4 separate regions of the Mus musculus genome follow, and all the other regions are linked to region 1. Evidence: chromatin contacts called from public Hi-C and HiChIP or PLAC-seq data. All regions are on one chromosome and are shown on one strand. Each heading gives the region's core, a stretch centred on a gene start, on an enhancer-like site or on the middle of the called end of the contact. The rest is flanking DNA. Distances are from core to core; before and after follow the strand shown. Region 1 has its middle 23 kb from the start of Gm34916. Region 2 has its middle 39 kb from the start of Gm23352. Region 3 has its middle 41 kb from the start of Thbs2. Region 4 has its middle 25 kb from the start of Thbs2.

Region 1 (3,184 bases), core at 197-2,696:
AGAGTTAAATGGCATTATAAAACATACAGACATCCCTGTGGTGCTTTCTGAGAAATGGATTACGTGCTAGGACATAAAATTTGAAAGCACTTTCTGCATTCTATCTGATCACAGCAAAATAAAAAGGCTGGGTAGCCACAGCAAGGGAGACTACTGGAAGCACACAAATACATGGAAGCTAACCACTGTGGATGACAGCCAGGCCACGAAGAAATCAAGGAGGAAGCAGAAAGGTTCCTAGAATAGAATGAAAGTGAAAACTCAGCATTCCAAAAATTATGTGTCAATAAAAGAAGTCCTGAGAGGAAAGGACTGGCAAACCCTTAGCTATTAACCAAATGAAAAAGATAGGATCCAAACCAAGAAAATTAGAGATGAAAAGAGAAATATAGGGCATGCCATGGAAAATCTGAAATGAACAGACAGTTTTCTAGATTCATATGACCTATGAAAGTTAAAGTACAAAGAAATAAATGATCCAAACAGACCAACATGATTGAAGCAGCAGCAGAAATTAATAATAATAATAATAATAATAATAATAATAATAATAAATATGTCTCCCAACTAAAAAGAACCCAGTGTATTCATCAGCGAATTCTAGCAGATCTTTGAAGAATGACAAATACCAACAAAATAGAAAGGGAAAGAATGCTGCCAAACTCTTTGGAGGAGATCATGATTCCCTAATGTCAAAACCAAACACACACACACACACACACACACACACACACGCACACACACACACACACACACACACACGATTCTAAAGATGAAACAGAAAATTGCCTTAAAGCTTATAAACACGTGCATCAACGTGGCAAGACAAAAATTAATGCAAACACAAATACAGTAACCTTTCTATATATCAATAACAAGCATACTGAAAAACGGAAATAGAGAAGGGGCAGCTTGTACCTACTAGCTCCAGGACCAGTTGTCACTCAAGAACTTTTAAAGACTGTAGATCTTCCAGAGTCAGGAAAGGTTGGATATTGGGAAAATAAAGATCTTGCATGATAGTGAAGTGTACAGCCACAGAAAGCAGACTCTGAGGATGACACACACCTTGATCATTGCCAAGCACAGTAAATGCTGGCTGAGCCGGGCACGAGGGAGCTCAGGCTGTCTTCATAACAAGGAACTGAATGGGTATCTGGGTAGGAGCCAAATTTTCTAGAGCTCTCCAGCAGAGCTGGGGCCATCTGCTTGTCCCCACCCATTGAAACCCGCGTGATTATGTTTGTTTGCATATTTTCCTTCTTAGCCATTCAAGTCGTGGACCAGTAAAGGTTCTAATCAATTCTGGGAAATGTGGAACAATGGCCAGGACAGTCAGAATTCATTACGCAGAAGCCCAGAAGGGAACTCTGAGGTTAGGGTGAGGATCGGCCAGTGTCCCCGTTTCTTCATTTCTCCTAGTGAGTCACAGCTGAGTTATGAACCTGCTTCATCTCGTGCGACAACCATACCGAATACAGAAGTTCCTCACCCACGCTGGGTGGAGGGGTTGGCTCCGAGGTGATTAGTGACCTCACCTAAAACGGATCTGTGGGGTTTCGTATGAGGCCCTCTGGCGCCACCAAGTGGCCAGCCTAGCAGTCCCTCTGGTCACTCTTGCATAATTTGCTGCAGAGTCCCAGTTCCTGATTCCTGATTCTGGATTAAAATGTGAGTTTTGTCATTGCCGGTTCGTTAGATATGCTCATTATCCTCTGCAATCCATCTTTAGGTATACGAATTTCTGGGTGTTAAAATTTTTTTTTTTTTTTTTTTGCAGACAGCACACACTGCTCCAGCAAGCACACAGGCTCTTAGCATTTGGCTGAGCCCCTGAGAATCAATCTATCCTGTCATTGTGCCAACATTCTCCAGTGGGAAAATGTGTGTATCACCTATGGGATCAGGATTCTTTCACATGTGATAATGGAATGGCAATTCACCATAGTTCTGTGTTTGTGGACTGTATGCATGTGCATTCCACAGCACACTTTTGAAAATCAGAGTCCATCTTTGACTTCCACCTTATCTGAGACAGTATCTCTTCTTGTTTGCCATTAATTCCAGCCAACCAGCTCCCTTGTAAGTTTCCAGGAATTCTCCTGTCTCCACCGTAATCTGGTCTAAGAGCATGAGAATTATGGATGTGTGCTACTATACCAGGCTTTACATGAGTTCTGGGCATGAGCATTTAAATTCCAGTTCTCGGGGTCATGTAGAAAGCACTATATCGCCTGAGCCACCTCCACAGCTCTATAAAGTGTTGTCAATGGCTTCTTCTCTGCTTTTATTTCCTGACTATAATGAGGGTTGCAGGCAGGGATCTCCAGTGCACAAGCCAAGGGCTCTTGCACTGAGCTACAGCCCTAGGCACAGTTTTATTTTAATTGAGTTGTAACAACACTCATAGAGAGGCAAGAAGGTAAAGGGTAGAAATCTTCAGAAACCCACTTCACTATCCAGTGATGCAGGATTTGCAGATTGTCCTTGTCCGGTATTCAGCTTTGCACTCTCCCAGCTGCATCTTCTGTGATGCAAAGTCTCTGGCTTTATTAAACTCAAATTTATTATTTTCATCTTTCATGAATCATAAGTTTCCTGCTGAATCTGGTAACATACCTCATTCTGTCTACACAGCTGTGATTCACGTTTTTAGTAGAAGGCTTAAAGTTTCTCATTTCACAGGCAGGTCTATAACATATGGATTAATCGTTGCATATGGTGCATGGTATAGACTTGTTTTTTATTTTTTTGGCATATGAATATGCACTTGCTCCAGCATCATTGTCTGAAAATACTTTTTCTTTACTATAATGACTATGCACCTTTGGTAAAAATCACTTTTCTGTACCTAGATGTGATTCTGTGTTTGGAATACTACCATTTCCTATTGATTTGCCTATTGCTATGGCAACACCACACTGCATCAATCATCAGGAGAACATCACAGTGTATTTGTCTCCATGACAACACCATATGGTTCCTGTCACAGTGACAACACCACACTGTATCATCGTGTAGCTTTGCATTAAAATCTGGTCTTGTGAGGTCTATAATTTTACTGGTTAAATTCCTCGTTTCAAGACATTATTTTCCTCACTCTACAGTCCCTCTCAGAATTGTTGTGGATTCCATATGTTTTTTACTTTTTGGTCTGAATTTCAGATTCAGTTTGTTGGTGTCT
Region 2 (3,184 bases), core at 195-2,694, 210 kb before region 1:
TGATGTACACTATGAGGTTCTGTTTAAAAGGTGTTAGGTATAGGGTCTGGATGTAGGAAGGAGCTCAGTAGACGTCACAGGCAATGCCTCAAGACACGCAGTCTTCTGGTTCACACAGCCTCAAGGCCATTGAGGAGTAAGTAGCCCATGTTCGGCAGGCCCACCACGGTCCTGACCCTCAGGACGAGTGATGGAGCCAATCTACCTCATCCCTCTTCAGCATTACACGAGGCCCTACCTGCCCTGGGGTGGAAGAGAAAGTGATGGTTTTGATACTTGTTGTCCTAAGTGTGAGCAATCGTGATTTATCTCCATCTTCACATTCCACATTAGTGAGTGCACACAGCCAGAAGGAGTGGCTGAAGAGAAACTTCATGCATGCTACTACCCTTCTCTGTGCTCAGCCCCCAGAGGTTTTCTGTTGCCCTTACAGTAAATTCCATGTCACTCCCAGGGTGCAGAGCCCAATGACCTGTCTATTTACTGAGCCCTATCTTCACGCTTGACTCCTGCCTTCTCTCATGCTTTGCAGCCTGCCCTCCTCCTCTGGGTAGCTTTATACCCTATTCTACCTGGAACGAGTTTTGTGCTGAAGTAAAAACTTAAGGGTTCTTTGGGAAAATGTTTGCATGGTGTTTTGCTCTTGCCTCACTGTCCCCCCCCTCCCCCCCAGTTCAGACACACAGACAAAGGAGCTTAATACTACCCGCTAGGTAATACTTGTCCTATGTGGCAAAACCTAATGTCATTTGCTTCAGGAAGCTTCCCAGAGTTCCTGCATCATGGTCCTTGAGTGCTTTGGGTGCTTCTTCCTAGACTTTATTACAGTTGTGGGTCAAGATCTAGGGTTGTATGGTGACAGATTTTAAAATCTCTATGGCAACACATTTGTCCTGACTACTGTGATGCGTCTGATGTGACTACTGGGCGTCTGTTTCTGGCCCACCTGGACGAGAGGGAGTGCGACACAGTGTTGGTAAATGGCCAATGGGCACTTGCTGGATTCTACTGAACCCAGTCTCTGTCATGACCAGAGCACCATGGGTTTCCACCTGTGTCCGCGTGACACTGGACCAGGCAAGTTCTTTTCCTTTTCCTGAATTGCTTATCATGCCCTGTAAACTTGCACAGACAGGTCGGTGACTGCTGTTCCCGTCCTTCCCTCACATACTTTAGCATCTCTGTATGGGAGTAGCTAGATGCATGGTAACCTTGTAGTTCTCCTTATTAAGCATGTAAGAAAGCGATCAGGACATTTTCCCAGTGTTCTCCCACAAAGGCCTTTGTCTAGGTCTACACAGAGAATTATTTTAGAAACTGGAGGGCTGGCATGTTCTGGGGAAGCAGAGGTGTGTTTGTTGCCATCTCTCTTGTTGTCAGAGGTGTGGTTGCATGTTCGGGCAGCTGAGCTGTGTTCGTGGCCAGAACTGGCAACTCACGCCTGCCGCTGTCACTGGCAGATGTTACTCATCTTCCGTTGTTGAAGATGGCTTCTGTTTGATAACCACTGTTTCCCCACATGTCTGGAGATCAGCCAGGCAATTTGTCTTTTCTTCCAATTCTGGTAGGGCATGGCTGTTCCAGCACAGCTTGGGGCTATGGAAATTTTTAAGAAGAGAAAACTTCCTGCTCTCAGCCTTGAGAGATGACTTGGTAAAACCTCTGTAGTCTGATGTATAATTAAGACAAAGATGTCTAATCTTTGTAAAGAAGAGCATCCGTTTTCTCCTGTGGCCACAGTACCTCAGTTTGCCTCCTTAAGACTCCATAGAAAAGCTAGGTTTGTGTAGGGACAGGGAGAGTCTGGGCATGCTGAGAATCAGAGTTGCCATCAGCTGCTCTGAGCGAGGTACAGTTTCTACACTTCCAGGACTCCAGAGCAAACACGTTCTTTAGAATATCAACTGTCCCTGGTTTACAGTTGCTTAACTTAGAATTCTCATCCTTACAATGGGATGGCAGTATTCTTACAGCTTCTCGGTATAGGATATAAAAAAATCACAGGGGATCCTGAGCATGGTCTATAAGATGGATTTTGGGTTGAATAAAGGCTTCCTTTGTGGGCAAATGTAGGTGTTCTGAGTGAGTTTAAGGCAGGCTGGGTGCAGCTGAGAGGTCTTGTATGCCAGGCAGGTCAGTAGCACTTTTTCAGCTTGCAACAGTTATCTGTGTAGCCTCCCGAAAGCTCAACAATATTGTAGGGTACACTCAACTCCCAACTGAACCCCATCCATGCAGCCCAGTATCCTTCCACACTCACCATCTTACATACGTACGTTGGTTCTAGCAAGTTCAAGTGTAGTTGACATAACATCAGGCATCCAGTTCTGAGGACACCCTGATGCTTTCCTGCCACACAGACGACAACACATGGAGAACTTGAAATATGAAAATTCAGAGTGACAAGGTTAGCTTCACCCGGTCACTATTATCATCCACTTAAATTTCAGCCAATGACAATCTACAGGTGAATCTTAGGGGTTCTCTGCTACACACTTGGGATGGCCTGTGTCTTCACTCTCTTCTCCTTTAGTAGCTTCACTGATGAAGACACAGATGGCAGCGAGCCTCCCTCACTCTTGTCTATGTCACACAGTCAGACCTGTAAGGACCCACAAGTCACATGGCCTCCAAACATCAGAGATAACTGTCTGCTGTCCCTCAAGTCTGCATCCTCATGACACGAGACAGAGAATGTTTACCAAGCACACTCAGAACTTCTGGGGTCTTAAGGTTCACTGTGTGAAGTTCCATGTTTGGGCTCCCTAAGAATTCACCCGAAGTTCCCCAAGCTAATACAACACACGAGTCTCTCAATAAGGCAGATGCTTTTGTGAAGCCCGTATTCTAGGGAGAAGCAGGTCTTGTTCAGTTGCCCGCCTGTGTTCATTGGCTCGGCATTGTTATTTTAAAATTAGTTTTTTAAACAATCACATTTTAATCATGAGGCATGTTAAAATACTTTAAAACAACCATCTAAACACAATGCTAACATTTTAAATATCCTCTTGACATTTCTGATGGCTCCCTTTCCTGGCTCCTCACACATGGCCCTTCCAGTCAGCTTAGCTGCCAATGTTAGTGGCTTGGAGTGAGATCTTTGATCAATGTATTGTTGCTTCAGAGAAAAGACTATCATTCTTTATTTTCCTAGATCCCCAAATGGATATCTCCCCTTTCATGC
Region 3 (3,184 bases), core at 227-2,726, 190 kb before region 1:
CTAGTCACCATGTCTACCTGACCTCAGGTTAGGGCAAATGAAGCTTTGAATGAAGCTAAAACATCAAAACCATCCCCTGTGTTAACCACCAGCTTTCCCTGCCTCTACTCACCTGAGGGAGATGAGTATCTTTCTTAATACTGACAGGATTTTCTACAACTCTCTAACTTTCTGTATTTGGTTTTAGGTCTTGTGTTTGTACCTTTGGGAAACCAAGCAGGGCTCCATAGTGACTTGTAGCCTTACTTAATACAGTGTTTTAAACCATCTCACAATGACATTGTAAACAGAGTTCTTTTGCTATTAGTCCCTGGGAGAAATATCTAACTCTGGGTATCTCAGAGGACTCCCAGGATGTCTCAAAGTAGTTAACATGCTTACCTTTCTAGTACTGAGTGGCTCAGAGAGTCCTTGTGAAAGTTGCAACCAACTAGACATACACCATGTGGTGAGCCAGAGGCCGTTCTGCACTTCTGTAAGTATCCAAGTTGTGTTTAATGAGCCTAAATTAACTTGGTCTTGCTGTGATGATCTCTGGCAGAAATGAGGACAGTTATAAAGAAAATACTATACTCCCTTTGGGAACTTCAGAGTTCTTGGTGATGCTATTTCCTGGTTCTATTGCTTCTCTATGGTGCCAGCATCTGTAGATTGAGGAGCGCCTAAAGCCCTGCATAATGGGGCTGGACAGCTGAGTGGCATCTGTCATGGCTACAGGCACTGAAGGAGCTTTCAAAGACAGGCTTCCTCAGCCAGAGCCCTTCAAACTGTAGCCGGGAAGATGGCTCTGGGATCACACCTTGGACCCTTGACTCATATCCTCTGTACTCACAGATGCCCATAGTTTTCTCCCAGGGACTAATATCTAACTGTCTGTTGTTTCTATCATTTGGCTGCTGAGGCCTGGATGGCAGCAAAGCCTCCGGTATCTAGAAGGAATCTTCCGAGTTCCTCCTGTAACCTCTGCTGCCCTGTACGCTGTCCCCGTTCTCCCATGCAGATTTGTAGTTACCGTAACAGGCAGCAGGCTAGATAGCGGAAGGAACAACACAAGGCTTTCTCTGTGGCCTGGTATGCCTTGTGAGTCTCACTTAGAGACAGAGACAAAGCAGCCATGCTGGTGACTGAGTGGCTCCTATACTGTCCTCTTGGTCAGTAGGTCAAGACTCAGAGGGAATTTCTGAGACTGGATTGGAAAAACAGGTCAGCAGGATGCCCCAGTCTCGGCTGGTTCTGTGAACCCTGACACTGTCAAATGTGAACTTAGAGGCATCTCACAATTGAATAATTGTGAATCATGATTTAGCCAATGAGCTGATCCTGGCCATGTGGCAGGCCATGGCAGCGTGGAGCAGACTGCCAGTGGTGGCAATCAGTTCTTTTTCTCCTGTGCTTTTGTACCCGGCCTGAGAAGCCCGGGAATCAGAGGCCATAACCTCCTTCTGGCCTTAGCACAAATCTGGAAGGAGATTATGAGTCAAATCATGAATCACCCTTCGCTCATACAAACTCTTAAGTTTTATTTGGTGTCATTCCTCCTTTAACAGTTATAACCCAGCTGTTTTTTATAGGCGACTGTATGAATATATCTCATATGGGGCTTTATCTCACTCTACAGAGATCAGGTAGTGAGCTCCACTTTATCCCAGTTCAGCACATGCTGGGACTGCAGTGTTTCACTAGTGTTTCCTGATCTCACGGTGAGATAAACATACCCAGAGCCCAACTTCTTAGTTAACACGCCGTAATGCAGCTGTCATGACCCAGTTGCTAATTCTGCTTTTCTACTGATCTTTTTAAAAGCAGAGTATGAGCCTTATTCACCTCTTCGTAACATGACCACTTGGCTACCCACCCAACATGGACTAGGTTCTGATACGTGTTTCATTCTAGAGTTTAAACCATCATCTATTATTCAATCCCTCCTTTGGGAACTTTGCTACATGGAAAAAAGAAACCCACACAACCTACACTACCATGGGGAGAGAAATCCTGCCATGCCTGTTTCTCCAAGTGTCAGAACTCTTTATTCTTTAATAGTTTACACTATAGGGATATACTTCTTACACACACACACACACAAACACATGACACACACACAGTCACAGATACATAGATAAGTGCCTATACACACATACATACACAGAAACACATTTAAAAACACACACCCCACACTTACACAATCACAGATATATAGATAGGCACACACATACACTTTTAGCACATGCACACATATAAACACTTTTGAGCACACACACATACACGTGCACTGCACATTTACACACACAGACACAGATACATAGATAGTTGCATATACACACTTTGAGCACACACACACATACTCCACACTTATACAGTAACAGATACAGATAGGTGCATACATACACTGTTAGCACACACACATAAAGAAACTCATTTGAACATTACACACACACACACACACACATACACACACATGCACGCACATACATGGACATACATGAATAGGCCAGTCACAAAGCAATGTTCCCTCTGGAGGATTTGGACTTAGGTCAGGGACCAGGCTGTGACTTTAAGGCAGCTGGTGCTCAGTGTCTGTCTTCTCCTTCTCAGACTTATTGTTTGCCTTACGAGTTACACTACTGAGAACCTATGTCACGTCGCTTAGTTTTAGGAAGCTGCTAGGCAATAGTTCCCTAGGATAAAAAGCCACAAAAATCTTTTTCAGTTCTACTTTTAATATTTCTTTGTGTGTGGTAAGGATCTGAAGAGCATGTGTGTGTTTATAAAACCCAGTGAATATCTCCGCTGGGCTCTCAGTGGGATTTCTTTGATGAGGCTCCATTCACTAACTGTCAGAGCCTGTATCTGAGTTGGGTCTCATCCCTTCAGCAGGAGGCAATGATACGGAATGTTTTTCTGGGTTTTTCAATAACACTCTTGCATCAGGCTGAGAGCTTGTTTGCAGCTTCGAAGCCTGTAGGAAGAGGCGCCCGTCGGTTGTTCCCACACGCATGTCTGTCTCCTGAAATCATCCTCTGGAGTGCCACACAGGAAACAGATTGAGTTTAAACGTTGGTTTTTATCTTTTTGGAAATTTCACAGAAAAGCCTACGTCTACAGTCTGAGTCACTCCTTTGGGAGATCAAAGCAGAATGCGTTTGGTTAATGTGACAATGGAAACAGAAAATGGAAGACAGGTTGT
Region 4 (3,184 bases), core at 411-2,910, 170 kb before region 1:
GGATAGGTGGCAAGGATATAGTGCTATCTAGCATTAACCCTCAGGGACATGCTCACTAAAACAGTGCTGCACATGATGACCGCAGTGAGTACTGACGAGGTGTGGTAACAGATCACTCATCCACACTTAATGGACATGTGGAGTAACAGCTGCTTGGAAACAGCCTGGACGTTTCTTGAGATAGTTAAGCAAGCCCGCCCAATGACGGGGTGTTTCCGCCACTTAGCATTTTCCCAGGAGAGATGCAAGCATGTGTCTTGGCAAAGATTTGTATGAGAACACTAGCAGAAGCTTGATCACTGAGAGCCAGGAAGTGAAAAAGACATGGCTTTTTATTAAAAGGTGAATGGGTAAACTGTGTGGACCGCTCACATGATGGGATACTGCATGGCAGTGAGAACACAGGGCCAGTGCTCCATGGTACAGCATGGATGAATCAAGTCGCCTGTGCCGAGAGTGAAGCCAGACCAAAGACTCATACAATCATGATTTCATCTACAGAAAATTGTAGAACAAGTTAATCTATAGTGACAGGAAGTAGATGAACCATTTCCTAAGGACCGATGGCAAGAACCAGAGAGAAGGGCTACTTACCAGGGAGGTGACAGATTTTCCCATAATCTTAATGATTTAATATTGAAACTAGCAAAAATTCACAGTATATACAAAGTTCCAGAAGAGAGAAAATAATCAATAGAGACACAGAAAGTCAGTATTTGTTGGGTTAAGGTTGGACCAGTCTGAATGCAACAGAATGCAGGAGATCTTCAGAGTGCTGAAATGTTTGTGGAATGAACAACTGAAATTGGGGAATCTTCAGCACATGCAAATTATACCTCAACATGCTTCATTCAAAACATCAAGTATAACCCCACCTTTGGCCCTCCAAGATATTCTTTTCAGAGACCATATTTTAATAGCATCGAGAATTCAAAAGAAAGGAGTAAAGACAACTACTAGAACATCAACTTCATTCATTCATTTTTTTTAATTGAGAAACTAGCCTTGTAAGTACATATTTCTGGGTCATTATGAAATATATCTGTATTGAAAAAATGTTTTTAAACAAAATTGTGGGAATCTTCCTTTCTGAAGGAAACTCCATTTTAGGAAGGATGAGGATAGAAACCACTCAAGCTTTAGAAAGTTTAAGGGAGCAGAAAATGTGCTTTGCTACAAGAGTCTGACCTTAGTCACCTATTCCTAATTGTTACCCTGCAAAGGATTCATTAAAACCATCTGATTTGGTTATATTTGTAGGCTGTTTGTATGAACTAACTCCTTAGAATGTTCTGATTGTTTCTTTTTATAATCATTTGGTAATAATTCCCCCTTTTGATAGTTTAAATGTCACAGTCAGATGTCAAATGACTAATGTAAAAGATTTGAGCATATACAATAGCCATGTGTAATGGCCGGAAACATCCCATTATACTCTTCCCAGGCTGCTCCTGCCCAGAGAGGATATGGGTGGTTTTAATTATTTGTTGAAGAACACAAGTCTATAAAATATTAGCTATGATGAAATGGAGAGAATATTTTGAGGCAGCTACAGACAAAACGCTGCTGTCAAGAAGATGAAAGGCCAGATGAGTCACCTTGTATAGGGAGAGCTGACCCCATTTCCCAAGTGGGTTGCTCATCATCTCCTAGGCGATTGCACAATGGTGTAGCAGCTTACACAGAGTCTTCGGGGCCCTGGGTGAGCTCACTGTCCACACTGTGTTATATATCACTGAACAATGGCTGGGGGCCAGGTGCCCCAAACCTAGGAAAGCCCAGACTACCAAAAGTTAGCTCCACGGTAACTGTCCTACCATGGAGAGGAACCAGAGCTGAGGTATGAATATTAACGAGCTAGTAAATGGGAGCCAGTCTCACCCCAACAGTGTTTCATGACACAGTAAAATTATGGGAAAACTAGAGCAACAAGAACATGCTATTTTTGTTCAGGATTTTTAGAGGTAAACTTTCTAAATGAAGATGTGAAATGCTATGAAAAATGAAGGAGGTATTTCCTGAAGACGAGGCAATGAGTTCAACAGCCCATCCCACTCCTGCAGTGACACAGGCAGTGAGCAGTAAAACCAATGAATATAGGTCACACACTGGAGCAGAAGCAAGCAGATGAACTGGGCTCAGATAAAATCTAACTGCAGAAGGGACCACACCTGAGAGTGAAACCTCTATGGCTTGAGCTCCAACAGAAAGAGCTTTAAAGACAAAATGCAGAAATCTCGACATAGAATAGATCACTCTTCTTTGCAGGGCTGATAGAATTTTTCACTGAAACCATCTGGGCCTGAGCTTTTTTTTTTTTTTTTTTTTTTTTTGAGAGACTTTTTTATTAGATATTTTTTTTCATTTACATTTCAAGTGCCCCCCGCTCCCCTACCCACCCACTCCCACTTCTTGGCCCGGGCGTTCCCCTGTGCTGGGACATACAAAGTTTACAAGACCAAGTTGGGGGGGGTTGGGAGACTTTTAATGACTACTTCTATTTCTTTAGGGGTTATGGGACTGTGTAGATGGTTTATCTGATCCTGATTTAACTTTGGTATTTGGTGTCTGTCTAGAAAATTGTCCATTTCATCCAGATTTTCCAGTTTTGTTGAATATAGGCTTTTGTAGGATCTGATGATTTTTTGAATTTCCTCAGTTTCTGTTGTTATGTCTCCCTTTTCATTTCTGTTTTTGTTAATTTGGATACTGTCTCGGTGCCCTCTGGTTAGTCTGGCTAAGGGGTTATCTATCTTGTTGATTTTCTCAAAGAACCAGCTCCTGGTTTGGTTGATTCTTTGTATAGTTGTTTTTGTTTTTGCTTGGTTGATTTTAGTCCCGAGTTTGATTATTTCCTGCTGTCTGCTCCTCTTGGGTGTATTTGCTTCTTTTTATTCTAGAGCTTCCAGGTGTGCTGTCAAGCTGCTAGTGTCAGCTCTCTCCAGTTTCATTTTTGAGGCACTCAGAGCTAGCACTGATTTCATTGTATTCCATTAGGTTGGATAGAGTGTGCCTTCATTTTCACTAAATTCTAAAGAGTCTTTAATTTCTTTCTTTATTTCTTCTTTGATCAAGTTATCATTGAGTAGGGTGTTGTTTCACTTTCATGTGTATGTGGGCTTTCTGTTGTTTTTGTTGGTATTGAAGACCAGCCTTAGTTTGTGGTGATCTGATAGGATGCATG

Evidence for each region. HiChIP or PLAC-seq counts read pairs in DNA pulled down with a chosen protein or histone mark. A called contact is a pair of places that touch in the nucleus more often than the background predicts.
Region 2: a contact with region 1 is called in an H3K27ac HiChIP or PLAC-seq map of the NIH/3T3 cell line, with 4 times the contacts expected there. The contact joins two enhancer-like sites. A contact is called at or near these places in 1 of 15 datasets of contacts at CTCF or cohesin (the NIH/3T3 cell line), 6 of 484 Hi-C or Micro-C datasets (embryonic fibroblasts, epidermal suprabasal cells, forebrain and 2 more) and 5 of 115 datasets of contacts at active chromatin or transcription factors (the NIH/3T3 cell line, a colorectal cancer cell line, embryonic stem cells and 2 more).
Region 3: a contact with region 1 is called in a CTCF HiChIP or PLAC-seq map of the NIH/3T3 cell line, with 25 read pairs. The contact joins two enhancer-like sites. A contact is called at or near these places in 1 of 15 datasets of contacts at CTCF or cohesin (the NIH/3T3 cell line), 16 of 484 Hi-C or Micro-C datasets (the F1.1 cell line, adipose-derived mesenchymal stem cells, cortical neurons and 10 more) and 6 of 115 datasets of contacts at active chromatin or transcription factors (the NIH/3T3 cell line, a colorectal cancer cell line, embryonic stem cells and 3 more).
Region 4: a Hi-C map of muscle stem cells shows a contact between it and region 1, with 4 times the contacts expected there. The contact joins two enhancer-like sites. A contact is called at or near these places in 1 of 39 promoter capture datasets (cranial neural crest), 1 of 15 datasets of contacts at CTCF or cohesin (the NIH/3T3 cell line), 13 of 484 Hi-C or Micro-C datasets (the C2C12 cell line, the F1.1 cell line, cerebellar granule neurons and 9 more) and 5 of 115 datasets of contacts at active chromatin or transcription factors (embryonic fibroblasts, fibro-adipogenic progenitors, neural progenitor cells and 2 more).

Annotation. Positions count from the first base shown.
Region 1 is chr17:14,544,318-14,547,501 of GRCm38.p6, reverse strand. No RefSeq gene overlaps it. Among named protein-coding and RNA genes, the nearest start is that of Gm34916, 23 kb to the right of the region's middle. Within about 2 kb of position 1,446, at least 95 of the 459 cell types and tissues checked have an H3K27ac peak or open chromatin away from gene starts, as enhancers often do. A contact at or near this core is called in the C2C12 cell line, the NIH/3T3 cell line, a colorectal cancer cell line and 4 more, where this site is marked.
Region 2 is chr17:14,751,606-14,754,789 of GRCm38.p6, reverse strand. No RefSeq gene overlaps it. Among named protein-coding and RNA genes, the nearest start is that of Gm23352, 39 kb to the left of the region's middle. Within about 2 kb of position 1,444, at least 25 of the 459 cell types and tissues checked have an H3K27ac peak or open chromatin away from gene starts, as enhancers often do. A contact at or near this core is called in the NIH/3T3 cell line, where this site is marked.
Region 3 is chr17:14,733,978-14,737,161 of GRCm38.p6, reverse strand. No RefSeq gene overlaps it. Among named protein-coding and RNA genes, the nearest start is that of Thbs2, 41 kb to the right of the region's middle. Within about 2 kb of position 1,476, at least 42 of the 459 cell types and tissues checked have an H3K27ac peak or open chromatin away from gene starts, as enhancers often do. A contact at or near this core is called in the NIH/3T3 cell line, a colorectal cancer cell line, cortical neurons and 1 more, where this site is marked.
Region 4 is chr17:14,717,412-14,720,595 of GRCm38.p6, reverse strand. No RefSeq gene overlaps it. Among named protein-coding and RNA genes, the nearest start is that of Thbs2, 25 kb to the right of the region's middle. Within about 2 kb of position 1,660, at least 63 of the 459 cell types and tissues checked have an H3K27ac peak or open chromatin away from gene starts, as enhancers often do. A contact at or near this core is called in the C2C12 cell line, the NIH/3T3 cell line, muscle stem cells and 2 more, where this site is marked.